Regions from separate parts of the Mus musculus genome. Here region 1 is linked to region 2. A link is a contact called in public promoter capture Hi-C data. All regions are on one chromosome and are shown on one strand. The core of a region is the stretch at or near the end of the contact, and the rest is flanking DNA. Distances in the headings are between cores, read along the strand shown.

What was found. Promoter capture Hi-C pulls out the DNA fragments that hold promoters and counts their contacts.
Region 1: a promoter capture Hi-C map of macrophages shows a contact between it and region 2, with 6 read pairs. The contact joins the promoter of Dmxl2 here to the enhancer-like site in region 2. A contact is called at or near these places in 2 of 39 promoter capture datasets (macrophages and neutrophils), 8 of 484 Hi-C or Micro-C datasets (ECoMG-derived neutrophils, the HPC-5 cell line, cortical neurons and 5 more), 3 of 115 datasets of contacts at active chromatin or transcription factors (the HPC-7 cell line, bone marrow-derived macrophages and embryonic stem cells) and 3 of 9 other capture datasets (adipose tissue, liver and pancreatic islet).

What each region holds. Positions count from the first base shown.
Region 1 is chr9:54,500,261-54,506,238 of GRCm38.p6, reverse strand. Dmxl2 (Dmx-like 2) reads left to right here and starts at 4,613. Exons shown (of 44, transcript NM_172771.2): 1 at 4,613-4,888. The coding sequence starts at 4,802.
Region 2 is chr9:54,465,171-54,470,599 of GRCm38.p6, reverse strand. The region is part of intron 6 of Dmxl2 (Dmx-like 2); the gene reads left to right. Among named protein-coding and RNA genes, the nearest start is that of Dmxl2, 34 kb to the left of the region's middle. Within about 2 kb of position 2,874, at least 53 of the 459 cell types and tissues checked have an H3K27ac peak or open chromatin away from gene starts, as enhancers often do. A contact at or near this core is called in ECoMG-derived neutrophils, the HPC-7 cell line, bone marrow-derived macrophages and 5 more, where this site is marked.

The DNA.
Region 1 (5,978 bases), core at 3,364-5,863, 34 kb before region 2:
GTAGCAGCGCATGCCTGTAATCCCAACACTAGAAGGGAGCAAGCAGAAGCAGCAGCAGTGTAGTTCAGCTCACGTTACATCCTGAGTTGGAGGCCAGCATGGGCGGCCTGAGACTCTGCTTCAAAACCAAGCAAAACCTGAGGACAAGTTACCTTACAATTGTGTTTGCTTGCTTTGTTAATTTATTTTTTTTTAAATATTTATTTTACTTGTATTAATATTTTGCTTGCATGCGTGCACCCCACAGGCCTTCCTTGCTGCCCTGCAGAAGCCGGAAGAGAACGACATTGGATCCCCTGGAATGGGAGTTACAGATGGTTGTTGAGGGGCCCATTCTGGTGCTGGGAATCAAACCCAAGTCATCTGGAAGAGCAGCCGGAGCGCTAAACCACAGAGCCATCTCTTGAGCCAAATGCTCTGTTAATTTAAAGGAGCTTTAATCTCAGCTCAGGTCTATCTGTGTCAGTTTGAGGCCTGCCTAGGCAGCCTCGAAAGTTCCAGGCCAGACAGCCATTTCCAAATCCGAAAGAAGAACCTTCTTTATTTTTAGGTCCATGCAGAAGAGCAGATGGATAAAGAAGAAATGAAATGGCGGACTATCAAAGAAGCTATTAGCTGAGAGTGAGTTTGCAGGCGGCCAGTGTGAGGCTTGGTTATGATCGGGGAGACTTATCTTGCCATCTGCAACCCCGAGACAGTCATTTAAGGACTCCAGAGGAAGGAAGGGGAAGGTGGAAGCCAGCTTTGGATTCCGCTTCAGAGTCCTGTGAATGGATCCGCACATCATGGAGTGCCACCAAGCAAGACCTGCCTGGCTGTGAAATACTTAAGTGATGAGAAATCAGTAGCACTTTAGTCGGTCTTGGGATGATTTGACTGATAGTGGGGTTGTCTCAGTTTCCGAATGCAGTGAAAGTTCATCCAGTATCTAGTATTAACAATGGGTGCTTGTGTCTGTGTCTGCCTGTCTATCCACAAGTCCACCTTGGATGTCTTTCTTTAGGAGCTTGCTATCTTGTGTGTTCTGTTTTTTGTTTTTCCTCACATGCTCTCTCCCTGGCTGGACGGTGAGTTCCAGGGATCTGCCCAGCTCTGAGTCTTCCCCAGTGCTGGGATTACAAGCATGTACCACTACACCTGCTTTTGTCCCCCTTCCTTTTTAAACTGCACTCTAGGGATTGAACTCAAATCCTCCTGCGTTTGAGTCAAGCTCTTTACTGGCTGAGCTAGCCCTGAAGCATGGGTTTCAGGCTTCCAGGCTTTAAAATGCGGTTTCTTTCGGTTGTGAGTGTGGAGGTTGAGGTTGGTCGCTGATTAGATAGAGATAGGATCTCACAAGGTGATCCGTTGGCCCAGCTTCTTGAGTGCTGGATTGCAGGAGTGAGCAGACACACCTAGCTTGAACTCTTTCTGACATTGTTTCCTTCTTGCTAACTGTTTGTTCTCCCTAAAACTAGCTCTGTAACACACTTTCCATTTTTCTTCTGTTATTTGACATTTAACAAAGCATTTGGCTTCTGCTTATGAATATAGTGTTAGAATTGCTTCTAAGTTTTATTCTGCTTTTTTTTTTTTCTAGTTTCTACTGATTTGTTTCTTCCCAAGACAGGGTTCCTCTGTGTAGCCCTGTCTGTCCTGTAACTTGCTCTGTAGACTAGGCTGGCTTCAAAATCACAGAGATCCACCTGCTTTTGTCTCCCAGGTTCTAGTATTAAAGGCATGAATCATCATTGCCTGGCAGGAAATCTTTTTCTACAGGAATTAAACTTTCTTATACAGAAATTTATATTAATTAATTGTATTTGGCCACTTTATACAGTTTTTACAGATATATGCTATGCCTGCGTGTGCAATAGAAGCTAATATGACAAAGGAACATCTCTAGTATTTATTTTCATGTTTATTTATGCACAACATGGAACTTCATTGGTCATGATAACTTTTGTTTTGCTCTCTGTTATATCTTTAATGTGTTTCTTTTTAGTCACATAGCTTTCTATTTTTTATTCATGGCCAGCTGTTTATCACTAAATATACAGAATCAATGATTTCCCAGAATTCAGTAAATTGCATGTAGCGTCAAAAGATAGAAATAAAAAGATAGAAATGGGGCTGGAGAGATGGCTCAGCAGTTAAGAGCACCAACTGCTTTTCCGAAGGTCATGAGCTCAAATCCCAGCAACCACATGGTGGCTTACAACCTTCCATAATGAGATCTGATGCCCTCTTCTGGGGTGTCTGAAGACAGCTACAGTGAGTAAGAGGGGCTGGGCCAGAGCGAGAAGAAAAAATGTCTGAAGAAAACATCTACAGTGTCATTACATATAGTAAATAAATAAATCTTTAAAAAAAATAAAATGAGATTTACAAAAGAGATAGAAATGACAACAAATTTAGTATGAGGATTTGGTTTTTTGAGACAGGATCTGGGTATGTATTCTAGGTTGGCCTTGAATTTAAAGTATTGCTACTGCCTCAGGCTCTGTAATTCTGGGAATTATAGGTATGTGCTACCATGCCTGGCTGGATGCTGTTATTTAGCTTTTACTCTTATATGTCAATAAAGTTCTACAATCCTAGTACTAGGGAAAATTAAATACTGACCTTAACTTGAAATGTCTATGGAATCTAGTAAACAAACACACAGCATAGACAAACATATTATTGGGGGTGGGTTATGAGTGTCACAAAGGAGGAAGCCATAAGGTATTTGGAGATAGTCATGGTGTCTCAGATCAGCAAGGGGAGGAAGGCATTACAGAGAGTACAAAGAACATGAGTCAAGTCAGGGAAGAACAAAAAAAACCCTAGAATGCTCTGAAGAACGGCATTGATTCAGGGGGGCTGGAAACTAGTGGGTAATAGAACAGCCTGAGCTAAAACAGGGAGATTAGGCAAAACTAGATTGAATGGATTGTCAAACAAGTTGAGGAATGTGGACTTTTAACTTCTAGGGAAAGGGAGCAACTACAGATTAAAATGGTTTCTCCGGGGCTGATGGCGTAGCTCAGTGACAGAGGGCTTACCTAGCTGGGGCCAGGTCCTGGCTTCGCTTCCCAGTACGCCCTAAACCAAACAGAGACTGTTTCTCTGGATGGATTGGAGAGAGAATGTACTGAAGACAGCACATGGGCGGCAACTAGGGTAGTTAAGCGAGAAGCCGTGAAGGCGGAGCCACAGGTAGAGGGCTGGGGAGCCGGTGAGGTGCATGGATTGTGAAGAGAAATGGATGGGTGGAGGTGGGGAGTGACTCCCCCCCTCCCCGAGATCTTAGCCTGGGGGTTTATGCCACTATAGATGAAAAGGGATATGCCTTAGGTCGCTGGGAATTAGTTGATTACTGATGCTGCTTTCCCGGAACAGTAAACATGCGGAATCTGCCTCCATTCTCCACCCTCGGCACATTCACCTGATTATACATTTCAGCTGAGAAGTAGCAGATAGCCTTTAGGACAGGCAGAACAAAATCTGGGCTTCTCAGTGGATTCAGTGTCTCGAAAGCCCTGGACATAGAGCCCCCCTGGGTGCGTGTATTTCTTGTTAACTATCATATCTTTCCCCTAACTGATATACCTGCCTCAAGCATTGAACTTAGTGTCTCCCCCGTACATTTTACTTTCTAGCTCTCCTAATTTCTTTATTATAATGCTTTATTCCTAGTTGCTCCTAGCCTGTCAAAATTGAATCCAGGGACTCATTACTCTATGTCCTCAGAGAGATCCTTCCAGCCCCCTAGTTAACATATTGTAACCTCATCGATTTTTGTATCTTTTGTAAGCCTTGTGCGTGTTTGGTCTTAAATTTTCCTCGTTAACCTTTGTTCCGTGCCGCGGTTTCTTTTCTACAACCTGAGCTAAAAATCGCAAAGAATTGACCCGGTGTGTGTGTGTGTGTGTGTGTGTGTGTGTGTGTGTGTGTGTGTAGTGGGGGCAGGGATCTGATTTCAAATTAGCAGACAGCCTGGAAAAGCAGGCGATTCTGCGACTTCATGACATCATACCCTGGGGGAAAAACACTTTTAGATAGAGGGATCACCGGTCTCTAGGGGGACGTGTGAGAAAAAGTGTGAGCACAACAATTTGCTGTCGGGGGAGTTCAGCATCCCTTAAAGGCTGTAAGATGCTGCATACTTTAAAGTAGACAGAAGGACCTTAAGATCATGGGATTGCCCAGTGATGGTAGTGTCCTTCCCCTGAGGTCAGCGGTACTGACCAGCACGCGCTGTCCTCGAGAGACGCTTAAACACTTAGCAAAACAGGCCGGCCCCCTGGCCCCGCCCCTGGAGGTCTGGGCCCCGGGCTCCCAGGGAACTCCCGCAGGTCTGCGCGCGCAACCGGCACAGAGGGTCCGCGCGTCGCGGCGCGCGCAGTTGTCCTGGAGACGGTGGCGCGCGCACGCGCACGCGCGGCGCCGAGAGCGTGGCTTCCCGTGTGAGCGCGTTCTTTTGCCTGCGCGCCGCGTCCCCGCGCCGGGCGCGCGCCGGCCTCTCCCTGGCGCGCGGCGTGACGGCCTCGCACGCGCCCCGCTTGCGCGCTCTCCGGCGCCGCCCCCGCCTCGCACGCGCCGCGGCCCTGCGCCCGCACTGTGCGCCGGTGCGGCAGGCCGTGGGAGCATCCGGGCATTTCCGCAGCCGAGCGGCGGTCGGGCTGCGGCGGCCGGAGCCTCTCATGGCCGGGCGGCGGCCGGCAGACGACAGGCGAGCGGGGCGCTGAGTCCCGAGGACGCACAGGAAGAGCGGCTGCGGCCGGGCGCGGGACTCGTCCTCCTCTGGCGCAGAGCTCATTCCAGCCGGAATCCCGAGATGCATCTGCATCAGGTCCTCACCGGGGCTGTCAACCCTGGGGACAACTGCTATTCGGTGGGCAGCGTCGGGGACGTCCCCTTCACGGTGAGCAGAGCTGGGGCCTCCCGTAGGGCCGTGAGCGACGAGCCCACCCACGCCCCCTGGGCTCTGGGCTTGGGCGGGGGTAGGGGAAGGATGAGGAATCACCGCCCTCGTCCGCCCGCCCGCCCGCCCGGTGAGTGCGCGGGTGGCGGGGATGGAAGGTTCGGGGCAGCCCCGGGGTCTGCGGTGCCGGGAGGGAGGTGTTGGCAGCGGCCGAAGCCCGGGGCGGCTTCCACCTGCTCCTGGCTGGCAGCGAACGGTCTTGGTCTCAGGGTATGGAGGCGGTGCTGCTCCCTGGCCTCCCGAGCTGCCTGCGGCTTTAAACGCGCCCTCTGTATCTCCCTAGGTAGAATTTTAGCATACGGGAATAGAAAAATCCGCTCTCTCCCTGAAAGAGTTAGAATGGAAGTCACCTTTTCATGAGTGGCCTGTCTTATCTAGCTCAGGGTTCCGTTTCGGTAATCCTTTCAGGTATTAACTTAATCTTTGCAAGCTAGTTTTTTTTTTTTTAATTTTTTTAAAGCCTGAAGCAGTGTTACATTTTAAGACTTTCCTTGGGCGTGTGATAAAAATGTATGTAAACATAGCGTTTTGGAAACCAGCACCTCCCTACACGACATAGTCAGTTTCTCAGCCAGATGGGTGGGATTCATCAATCCTTTTTTGAGAAAAGGCTGATAAAATCAAGCTCTCCCAGAGATTATTTTGTAAGATTCACACGGATTAATAATGTTTTTTATATTAAGTATATACATGGTCCTTCTTAGAAGGAATTGTATTAGTGAGACCTCTATTAAGTACATATTGATAATCATTATGCTTAATTAAATTGGATATTGCTTAGTAATATGCTTTTTAGACAACGGGAACCATTTGATTTGATGTCTACAGCAGCATGTTTGTAAAACTGCAGGAAAAATTACAGCAAAACTGCAGAATCATTATGTAGCACTGCATTCTGGAACACTTTATCTGTTTTTAATGTTTTGTGATTCATTTAAAAAAAAAAACCTCAACAAGGTTGCTTCTTGGCCTTAATAATTTTAAGATGTAGTCAGCTCAGGTTTGTTCTAGTTTTGAAAGAATACTTTTA
Region 2 (5,429 bases), core at 1,625-4,124:
TCAATTCTGCCATTTCATAAACTGGGGGAAGAAATTGTTCTTATAGAAGACTGTAAGCGCTCCATAGGCAGAAATGTACCCTGGGCTGATTCTCAAGTGTGTTATCCTGGGTCACTTTAAGTTCTGAGCATTAGGGACATCTTGGCATTTCTTTCCTTTTGGCAAAATGGCCATACAATAGACACCATGCCAGACAACAACTTGTTTTTAGCACGAGAGGAGTTCTAGTTTGATCTGTTTTTCTGAAAATCACAAAGTTTAACTTTTTTTAATGGCAGACAAAAAGCTCCACTATGGGTGTTAGGGAGATGGCTCAGAGGTTAAAAGTACACATTACTGTTTTGGAGCATCTGAGTTTGGTCCCCAATACCCACATGGTAGCTTACAACTGCCTGCAATTCCAGTACCAGGGAGTCCAATGACCACTTCTGGACTCTGTGGTTCCTGTATACGGGTGATACATGTAAGCTTCTGCAGACAGACAGACAGACAGACAGACTGGGGCTTAGTGATTAAGAACATTGAATGCTCTTCCAGAGGACCCAGGTTCAATTTCCAGCATGTGATAGCTTACAACTGTTTGTAACTCCAGGATCTGCCATCTTCACACAGACATGCAGGCAGGCAAAACACCAATGAACATAAAAATTAAAATGTATAAATAAAATTCTTAAAACAACTCCTTCATGGCAGGCTGTGATGGCACAGTATTTTATAATCTTAGCACTTGGGAGATTGAAGTGGAGGCAGGAGGATTATGAGTTCAAGACCAGCCATGGCTATATAATGAGAACCTGTCTCAAGCAATGTTTCCCTCCTCCCATAAAAATACCTCCCAGACAACAGAAACAAAGGTAAGCCCATATATGTATCACTTTATGCACTCATCTGTTGACAGATACCTCAGCTGCTTGCAGACCTTGGCCATTGTGAACAGTGCTCAGTAAACATGGGTATGCAGGCGGCTCTTTGTAGTATGCTGACTTAGATTCCTTTGGGTGTCTCTAGTTGTGAAACTGTCCAGTTTTACTGTCTTGTGGCCCAGTCTTGTGGCGTGACACAGAGGTAGTTGCTCAAGAGTTACAAGAACATAATAGGAAAATTGTACCACATTGTAGACAGGAAGGTTACAGTCATATGCAGGTTAGCAGAGGTTTTGATCATTAACAATTTCTAGGTAAAATATGTGAAAATATTTTGAGATGTGTAGCAACCATCATGTGGTATCAAAATATTTGATTTCTAGGCAGATATCACACAGATTGTTAACACTGCTCTGCTTTGTTGAAGCATTTTCTTCAAATAGTAGTTATGGAAACAGAGGTAATTGTTCTTCAAGTTCATGGCACTTTGGGTCTTAATTTCCATGCTTCTTTAGAATCACACATTGAGATAAGGATATGTATAGTTAATATGGGAGGTGTCTTGGTTTCTTTGATTCTACTGTGATAAAATACTCTGACAAAACAACTTTGAGGGAGAAAAGTGAGTTTTGGCTGCAGTTCTGAGTTACGACCGTCATCATGGGGAAGTCACAGAGGCAGAAGCTTGCAGAGGCAGGTCCTGTTGCATCCTAAGTCACGAAGCAGAGGGACAAATGCACGGTGCTTCTCAGCCCCCTTTCCCATTTCATGGAGTCTAGGATCCTAGCCAGGGAATATTCAGGAATGTTTGTACCCACAGTGGGTGGTTGCCTCCCCCTAGTTAGTGCAGTCAGGCTAGTCCTCCACAGGTGTGCCCAGAGGCCTGTCTTCGAGGCCATTCTAGATTCTGCCACCGTGACAGTTAACAAGTCATCACATGGGAAATATCAGACAAGATATACTGGATTGAGGCCTATTCTTAAGGAACATGGCTGCATGCCTTTTCTTAAGTGTATTAATTGATTTAAATCTGTGGGTACTCTTGAGAGCCAGCATTACTCATATACATTATAGTCATTGTACATACTCTTTAAAATTACTTAAAATATTTTTCATACAGTATATTTAATCATATTCTTTCTCCTTCTCCAACTTCTCCCGGATTTTTTTTTTTACACTTCCTTACCCTCCCAAATTAATTTCTTATTTATATTCTTTACACATCAGTAATTGGTAGAGGACTGGCGAGGCTAGAACTGAGATGGTTCAAACATAGAGATGCTTCAAACATAGAGATGCAAGTAGACTTTCAGTTGAAACGGACACACCAGATTGCTAAGCCTGTTGGGTATGAGTGATGGACCAAAAGCACCTGTTACATTGAGAACCCCTGGTTGAGAAGCTGGGCATTTTATATTTGTACTTGACATTTAGTAATTTTCATAATTTGGGGGAATGGTTAGACAGCAGCAGTTAATTTTTTTCTGTGTATCTGTCTGTATATCCAGGGGTCCCACACAGTGTATTGAATGGCTTCTCTTTCCTTGCTCTCTGGAGCTACCTTTGTCATAAGTCGAATGTTTGCACTTCTATACATTTGGTTCTGGGCTCTGTTCAGTGTGTCCATTCCTTGTACTTGTGCCACTGCCGTAATTGCTATGCTTTTAAAAGCAGTCTTGGTATAGCAAGACTTGATATAGTCCTCAATATAGCAAGTCCCCTCTTCTCATTGGCTAGGCATGGTGGCTCCTGCTAGTAGTCATCCTAACAGTGGGGGGCTGAGTCGGAGAAGGCTTATTCTAAGCACACACTTTTATTGTATTGTCAGGAGAGTGGCTTAGAGTCTGTTTCCACAAGCAGGAATGACAGAAACACCCCTCAGCTTCTGTTGGGTTTGCCTGCATCCTTGTGGAGCCTAAAAAGGGTGTTTTCTTTTTTCTGTCTCCATGGGGTTTCCCTCATTTCAGTTGAGACCACTTACCAGCACTTACCAGCTCTTCTGGAGCCATCAGAAGCTTCCTGTTACTGAGGCCTGTGGTTGATTCTTACTTAACTTACAACCATGAGTCAACACATTAGTTACTTCTTTCTTTTTAAAGCCTTTTTTTTTTTTTTTTTTAAAGGAGTACTTTGGATTCGCAGGAAAACTGAGGAAGGCACAGAGAAATCTCTGAACTGCTTATCCCTTTATACATGTACATCTTCCTGTTCAGCCCACATTTATTTCAGCTGATGAACTTGCACTGACAACTCTTGGTACCCAAAGTTAGTGTTTTATCTTAAGACTCACTCTTGTGCCCATCCAGCAGGCCTGAGTAAATTTATGAGTGCATGGACCTGACATTGTAGTGTTGTGTAGAGTATTTTCACTGCCTAGAATATCTGTCCTCTGCCTATTTGTAATTGTCCTTTAATTTTTTTTTTTTTTTTGCATTATTTTGTTTCTGCAACTTTGGGCAGAGTTATTTTTGGTGGTGGTGGTGGCGGTGCAGAGTCCCATGGATCTCAGGTTGGTTTCTAGCTCCCTGTATAGCTGAGGATGGCCTTCTAATCCTTTAGTTTCTACCTGTTGAGTCCTGGTATTATGGGTGTATGCCACACCAGCTGTCTCTGCGGTTTTTCGTATTGTAGTGCCCAGATTTAGTTTTTGGATCTTTTCTCTAAACATAGCTGTTCTCTTAGTTTTCAAATGCCATCTTTTAAATGCTGATGACAAGATTGTGTCTGTTGCTTGCCCCTCTCCCTTTATCCCTGGATCCTCACCTCCACTACCATCCTTGTGGATCTCTTTTTGGATGTATTCATAATCTACTCACTAGTTTTTTAAGCTACAGTGGACAGTGAGCCCATCCACATAAACCCTGTGCGCTTCTTGATTGCCTCCATGGGAATTCAGTTACAAGCCACCATTATGAATCACGTGCTGTCTTTAAAACTTTACTACAACAATTCTTCCAGATTTTAACTGTGTTCCTGTCTTTTCAATGTGTTCTTTTTAAAAATCCAAGCCAAAAGATCAGATATGGCACACACCTTTAGTTCCAGCACTGAGAAGCCCAAAGTAAGAAGATTGTTGTGTCAGGTTAGCCTGAGCTACAAAGTAAGACCCTGTCTCAACACTCCCCTGAACCTGTCATGAGGTTTCCTTTTCATTTTTGGAAAGCCAGAAGCTTTATAATGGCCCACATGCACACTGTACTGGACTGTAGGTCCAGGGATCATTCCTTCAGTCATATTTCCTGTTATTTCATACCTGTGTAGACTTGAATCAGTGTTCATAAACAGGTTTGGCACATGTACACATAGAGTTGCTACACTTAAACCCCCAACCTTGCATTCCCAGACATCTGTGTGGCCTTTTCCTTTTACTTCTGACTGTCACTTTTTTTTTTTTTAAGATTTATTTATTTATTATATGTAAGTACATTGTAGCTGTCTTCAGACATTCCAGAAGAGGGAGTCAGATCTCGTTTCGGATGGTTGTGAGCCACCATGTGGTTGCTGGGATTTGAACTCTGGACCTTCGGAAGAGCAGTCGGGTGCTCTAACCCACTGAGCCATCTCACCAGCCCCCTGACTGTCACTTTGATAGCAAGGTTTCTTTAGGTACCTTTATAAATTGTACCTCACCTTCCAACATATTCTCTGTACCCTTTGTCTGCCTTAAATTTATCAATAATATTTATCAATAGATATCTATATTGGCTTTCATTTTACTGTGTAACACTACAAACACAGCAGCTTCCACCACACATTATTATCTCAGCTTTTTGAATTAGGAGTCTTGGCTTGGCTAGGTGCTCTGATGAGGGGTGTGAAACACTAATGAAGGTGGCTTAGAGCCTGGATTCTCACCTGGAGACATAGCTAGGGAATCAGCTTGCAGACTTACTCCAGTGGGCAGAGGTGATTTCTTGCATCAGTCTGGCTGAAGGGCTAGCTTTTTGCTGACTTTTGGTTGAGGCCTTCTGCAGCCCCTGAGATTGCTGAAGCCTTTTGTACAACGGGCTTCCTCTCTCTCCACTCCCAAACAGCTTACCTAAGTGGCAAGCAGGGAGTCAAAGACAACAGGGACCATCACAGCTACAACAGATGAGGACAGCTGGGACAAGTAATTTGGAAGGAAAAAAATTACTGAAATTAGATATGAGAAACAAAACCCTGAAAGTTTTGATAAGCTTATTCAGTCACTTAAGGGTAATAAAAAGGGAGTTTCTGCATAGAATGCAGAGATTCACAGAGAACTTTAAAAACAATGCCTGAAAAGAATGAGTTAATAATGAAGGAAAATTATTTTCAAGATCATAGAAATAATGATTTGAAAAATAGTCTAATTTATGATTTTTCTTAAACCAGTTTATTTACTTTTGTATGTTGGGGTTTGGAGTGCTCACACATGTGCCAGGGTATGAAGGCCAAGGACTGCTGTTTAGAATCTCATTCTATCTTGTGAGTCCTAAGGATTGAACACAGAGATCTACCTGCCTTGGCCTCCCAAGGGCTGAAGTTAAAGATTGCCACGCACTCTGGTCGAAAGGGGACCAGAGGGTCTGCGGCAAAAGGTGT